Regions from separate parts of the Mus musculus genome. Here region 1 is linked to region 2. The links are chromatin contacts, called in public Hi-C maps. All regions are on one chromosome and are shown on one strand. Each heading gives the region's core, a stretch centred on a gene start, on an enhancer-like site or on the middle of the called end of the contact. The rest is flanking DNA. Distances are from core to core; before and after follow the strand shown. Region 1 has its middle 130 kb from the start of Vmn2r99. Region 2 has its middle 21 kb from the start of Vmn2r98.

Evidence for each region. A called contact is a pair of places that touch in the nucleus more often than the background predicts.
Region 1: a contact with region 2 is called in a Hi-C map of the G1E-ER4 cell line, with 4 times the contacts expected there. The contact joins two enhancer-like sites. A contact is called at or near these places in 1 of 39 promoter capture datasets (embryonic stem cells) and 17 of 484 Hi-C or Micro-C datasets (the 63-12 cell line, the AML12 cell line, the G1E-ER4 cell line and 7 more).

The regions. Positions count from the first base shown.
Region 1 is chr17:19,227,114-19,229,813 of GRCm38.p6, reverse strand. No RefSeq gene overlaps it. Among named protein-coding and RNA genes, the nearest start is that of Vmn2r99, 130 kb to the left of the region's middle. Within about 2 kb of position 1,278, at least 5 of the 459 cell types and tissues checked have an H3K27ac peak or open chromatin away from gene starts, as enhancers often do. A contact at or near this core is called in the G1E-ER4 cell line, where this site is marked.
Region 2 is chr17:19,030,749-19,033,448 of GRCm38.p6, reverse strand. No RefSeq gene overlaps it. Among named protein-coding and RNA genes, the nearest start is that of Vmn2r98, 21 kb to the left of the region's middle. Within about 2 kb of position 1,303, at least 5 of the 459 cell types and tissues checked have an H3K27ac peak or open chromatin away from gene starts, as enhancers often do. A contact at or near this core is called in the G1E-ER4 cell line, where this site is marked.

The sequences.
Region 1 (2,700 bases), core at 29-2,528, 200 kb before region 2:
GTACCCATTGACACCATAGTCTTATTAACAGCTCTGAGATAATGTAATAACCTCCAAGTCCCATTTTTCTTTTTCATAACAAATATAGGTGTATTAAACGGGGATGTGGATGGTTCAAGGTGCAACAGCCTCAATTGTTCCTGCACTAACTGTAAGGCTGCCTGGACCTTTTCTTGAAGCATAGACCACTGGTGGGCCCAGACTGGATCATTAGTTTTTCAAGATATCTTATCTGCCAGGAGTGCAGGAGGAGCAGTGGTCTCTAGGAAAAAATGTCTGCTCACAGACACTTTTTATCTCTTTTGGGTACAGGGACAAAGGGATTAAACAATCCCTTGTTCATTTTTCCCTAGGCCTTTTCCAGGGAGCTACCCTGTTTTTAGCATTAAATTTGTGACAGTCTCATTGGGACTATACATTATAACTCCCATCTGAGAGAGCATATCTCTTCTCCATGAATTAACAGGAAGGCCCCTGACAACAAAGGGCCAGATAGTTCCAGTATTGTTTTCCTTATCTGACTATGTTAACAATTTTGAAATTTTTAAAGTATCCTGAGTTTGGCCTATCCCCTTCAAATGGGTAGCAGTAGGTTCTAAAGGCCAAGCAGTTGGCCAGTGCGATGAAGAGATTACTGCTGCATCTGCCCCAGTATCTAGATGTCCCTGAAATTGTTTGCCATCTAAAAACAGGGTCAACATAGGTCAGAAGTCAGTTAATTTTTGTACCCAATAAACATCTGAGGACGCTGGGGAGGACGGCCACCGATTTTTTCTATTATGTGGAAATTGTCCAATTAATGGAAGCAGCAGCGCTTGGGCGATGCACTCTCCTGCTCTCAATGTAAGGGGCCCTCGTGTTGCTGTAACCAGTATTTTTATTTCTCCTTGGTAGTCAGCATCAACCACAGTGGTGGTTACCAGGAGTCCCTGTAGGGAACCTGATGTTCGACCAATAATAAGAAAATTCATATTTTGGGGTGGCAGTCCGAATTCCCCTGTCTCAATAACTAATGTCCCTTCCTCAGAAGTTTACTCCTAGTTGTGGAGGAACACAAATCCAATCCTGCACTCCCTGCTGTAGTCCTGCACAATCCCAATTGGAGAGGCTGGAGGGAATCAGCAATGGATTGTTTAGGGGTGCTATCAGGGGGAGCAGGCCCAGAGCAGGGGCCCCCTGGTAGTTTCCATGGACCTTAGTAAGGGGGCGACCATTTACATCCGTTTTGGATCTGAAATCTCGTGCCCAGTGGCAACCTCTCTTACATTTATAGCAGAGGCCAGGAGACATGGCTCCCTGTGTAACTTGGCCCCTGCCTGTTGTGGTGGCAGACTTGCCTGGTCTGGTGGATGGGCATTTGTGGACAAAATGTCCCAGGAGTCCATATCTAAAACACACTCTTTGCTGAAGCTGGATAGTTCCACCAGCTTTTTGGAAGACTGCTCCCATGGCCAGGTTAATAGATTTTGAGACTTGATGTGAAAATATATCTTCCTCACTGCAGAGCTTTATCATTCCTGTGAGGTCTAAGCCTTTAGTCTTACCTCTCAGGGCAGCCTTGCAAGTGTAATTAGCATTCTCCAAGGCAAGTTGTCTAACTAAAAGCCCTTCATTTTCATGAGGGCTGAGAATTCTTTCAGTGGCTTCTTGTAGTCTAGCAACAAATTGGGCATAGGATTCTTGGGAGCCCTGAATAATTTTAGTTAACAGGGTTGTGAGGACTCCTGTGGCTGGTACGGCTCTCCAGTCTGCTAAGGACACCTGCGTGGTCTGCACTAGCACCCCAGGAGAAAGCCCCAATTGCTTCTTATCAGACACGAACGGACCTTTACCACATATTTTATCACAGGTCCAAGAATATGCCTCACTGAGGGTTTTTTGTTTGTTTGTTTGTTTGTTTGTTTTTTTGGTTTTTTTTTTGTTTGTTTTTTTGTTTTTTTGTTTTTTTTTTTTTTTTTTTTTTTGTTTTTTGTTTTTCTGTTTATAGCAGCTTGGGTTTGGGCTATATCCACAAATTCAGATTTCCAAGTTAAATACAGCCCTCTAGTGAGGACTGATTGTACCACTTTGCTCTATTAATTGGGTGTTAAGTAACCATCTCCTGCTAGTCCCTCCAAATTTGATACAATAAAAGGGGCATTAACTCCATAATTTTTAACAGCCAAATGCAATTCTTTAATATGTCTGATCTTTAATTTCTTATAAACACACTGTGAAGCCTCATAATCATTTTCATCTTTTATAGCCTCTTCTTCCTCAGAGTCAGAGGCTAATTGGTCAAATTCGTCACTTTCATTTTCCTTTTCCTCCTTTACCTGTCCTGAGGTATCTGGAGCTAGTTCATCATTAGCTGGCTCAGGGTCATAACATATCTGTTTGGAGTGTGCCAGAGTCAGGACTGGGAAGGCCAATTTTTTATATGCCTTGTCCTTGGCTGAATATTTATGTTTGATCTTCTCCGTGGAAACTGGAGGAGAGACTTCCTTTATGACTTTAGGGTGCTCCCACTGTTTCTTGACAATTGAAATTCAAGAGAGGGCCCCCTGCAAGTTTTGAATTTCTAAAGTGAGGTCTCCTAATTCTTTTTGCTAGTATAAAACTTCTTTTAGACCAGAATTGTGAGCCACAAGAGCATCCTTTGTGTGGAGCAAATGATGGACAGTTGTCCCTGGTAAGGGAGCAGGAGGCGTCAGGCTGAGG
Region 2 (2,700 bases), core at 54-2,553:
GCCTGGGTTTCGGCTCTATCCACAAATTCAGATTGCCAAGTTAAATACTGACCTCTACTGAGGACTGACTGTACCACTTTGCTCCATTCGTTAGGTGTTAAGTAACTGTCTCCTGCTAGTCCCTCCAAGATTGTTGATACAATAAAAGGGGCACTAACGCCATAATTTTTAACAGCCGAATGCAATTCTTTAATATATTTGATCTTTAATTTCTTGTAAACAGGTTATGAAGACTCATAATCACTTTCATCTTTTATGGCCTCTTCTTCTTCAGAGTCAGTCACCCTTCTTTATTAAATCACTGTTTCTTGACAATTGGGGCTACGATTAATAGAAAAAAAAAAAACTCAGTGAGTCTTATTCTTGGACCTCTGATGAAATATTTGGTAAAGGTCCGTTTGCCTCTGATAAGAAACAATTGGGGCTTTCTCCTGAGATGCTAGTGCAGACTGCCCAGGCAGCCTTAGCAGCCTGGAGAGCTGTACCAGCTACAGGAGCCCTCACCACCCCGTTGACTAAAATTGTTCAGGGCTCAAATTCATCACTTCCATTTTCCTTTTCCCCCTTTGCCTGTCCTGAGGTATCATCATTAACTGGCTCAGGGTCATGACTTATCTGTTTGGAGCATGTCTGAGTCAGGACAGGGAAGGCCAATTTTTTATGTGCCTTGTCCTTGGCTGAATATTTATGTTTGATCTTCTCCGTGGAGACTGGAGGGGAGGCCTCCTTTATGACTAGTGTGCTGTGACTGTTTCTTGACAATTGGGGCTCCAGAAAAGACCCCCTGTAAATTTTGAATTTCTAGAGTGAGGTCTCCTAATTCTTTTTTGCAAGTATAAAACCTCTTTTAGACCAGAAATGTGAGCCACCAGATCGTCATTTGTGTGGAGCAAATGACGAACAGTTGTCCCTGGTAAGGGAGCTGGAGGCAGCAGGCTGAGGGAAGGATAGAGGTGCAGAGAGGGATATAGAGGTGGGTGCGGATGATGGTACCTAGGGCCTGATTTTGTTGTTAAAAACACTAGGGAGCCAGGACCATATCTCTCCTCCTCATATTTGGCTGCCTCCTCCTCTAGTTCTGCCTCAGAGGATAAGTCAAAGGGGGCATTACAGTCTTTTAAGACTAGATAAATATGCTTTGGTCAAACAAATTTCTCTGATTCATCTAGGAGCCCCTTTAGGCTTTGTGGGAAGAGAGGAGCTGCAAAACTACTTGAAGGATCTTTCATGTTTGTGATGATTGAAGAGGAGCTTGAATGATCCTTTAAGTCCTTTTTAGTTTCACTTTTACCTGATAGTAAGCAAGAAGCCCCAAGAAAATCTTCAATGAGTGCCAGTAGTCTGGCTCCCTCCCCTCCTTGTTCTGCATCTTTTAAGAGGTCTCTAATTGTGAGGAGCGAGTGTGGTGGCAGTCCCAAAGGCGCCAGGGACTGCAGCTAAGTGGTATGACTTGCACCTGACTTCCTCATATGAGCCAAAAACATCTTGAGAGCTGTGCAGGTGTACCAGGATACAGGTGAATCCATTTTGATGGAGATATGCCCCTGCTGCCCTGATTAGCTGAAGCTGCGTGCCTGGTGATGTGGCCAAGCACAGAAAAGACATGGAGTCAATCTTGATCTTGACAAGGTCTCATGATATTCAGCAAAACTTGCAGTTTTTATACAAAAAGATCAAAGGGGAAATAATCCTTACACAGAAGGGCAGGGGGGAGCAGTGGTAATTTTCCTCAGTGACTACAAGGGGAGGCATGATATCTAAAAGTACATCTTGTAGTTATGACATCTGCTGTTTGCATCAGGTCTGCAATCATCTGTGGTAATTCTCGAAACAGTCTGTTGGTGACCTTCATCTGGATTTAGTCAGCTTAGGGGGGAGGTCCAACTGAGACAGTCTGTTGGTGACCTTCATCTGTACTTAGTCAGCTTGGAGAGGAGGTCCAGCTTTATGTCTCAAGACTTGGTAGTCATCTTTTTCACTTGGATTATTATAAAGAATTTAGTTTTGGCTCCCAACATTTCTTCTCTGATTTTATTGAAATTGTTTTTTGGGGGGCCTTGGCTGTGGGACTCTTCTCTTCTTTTATAACTATTATTCATAAATTAGAAGTTTTTAAGGTATGCAGCACAAAGAAAAATGTCACCCTTAATTTATACAGTCTGCAAGAAATGAAGGGATGAGGAATGATACAGAGACCTACAGAGTAGTGAATCAATAATCTTGCCAAATAAATACCTATCCCATGGTTGAGCACAAATAGCTAATTCTGTTAGTCATACTCTTTTATGTTTGCAGACATGAGTTTACTTTTTCTGTCCTGTGAGAGGCTCTGCATAGTAGTTAAATCATACAGATGCAGACACCCCTTGCCAAACTGTATACAGAGCTTGGGGACTCTTATGGAAGAACTGGAAGAAGGATTGGGGACACCTAAGGTGGATAGGAACTCCACAGGAAGGCCAATGCTGTCAAATAACCTGAAATCTTTTATCTCTTAGAGACTGAAGGATCAACCAAAGGAGATACATGGTCCAGACCTTGGCCTTCCTGCATATTTGAATTATATGTACACTTAGTCTTCTTGTGGATCCTGAACAATTGGAGAGAGGGATATCCCAAGAGCTTTTGCCTGCTGTATATATGTACTTTCAACTGGGATTACTTGGCAAGCCTCCATGGGAGAAAATTAATATAGCCTTG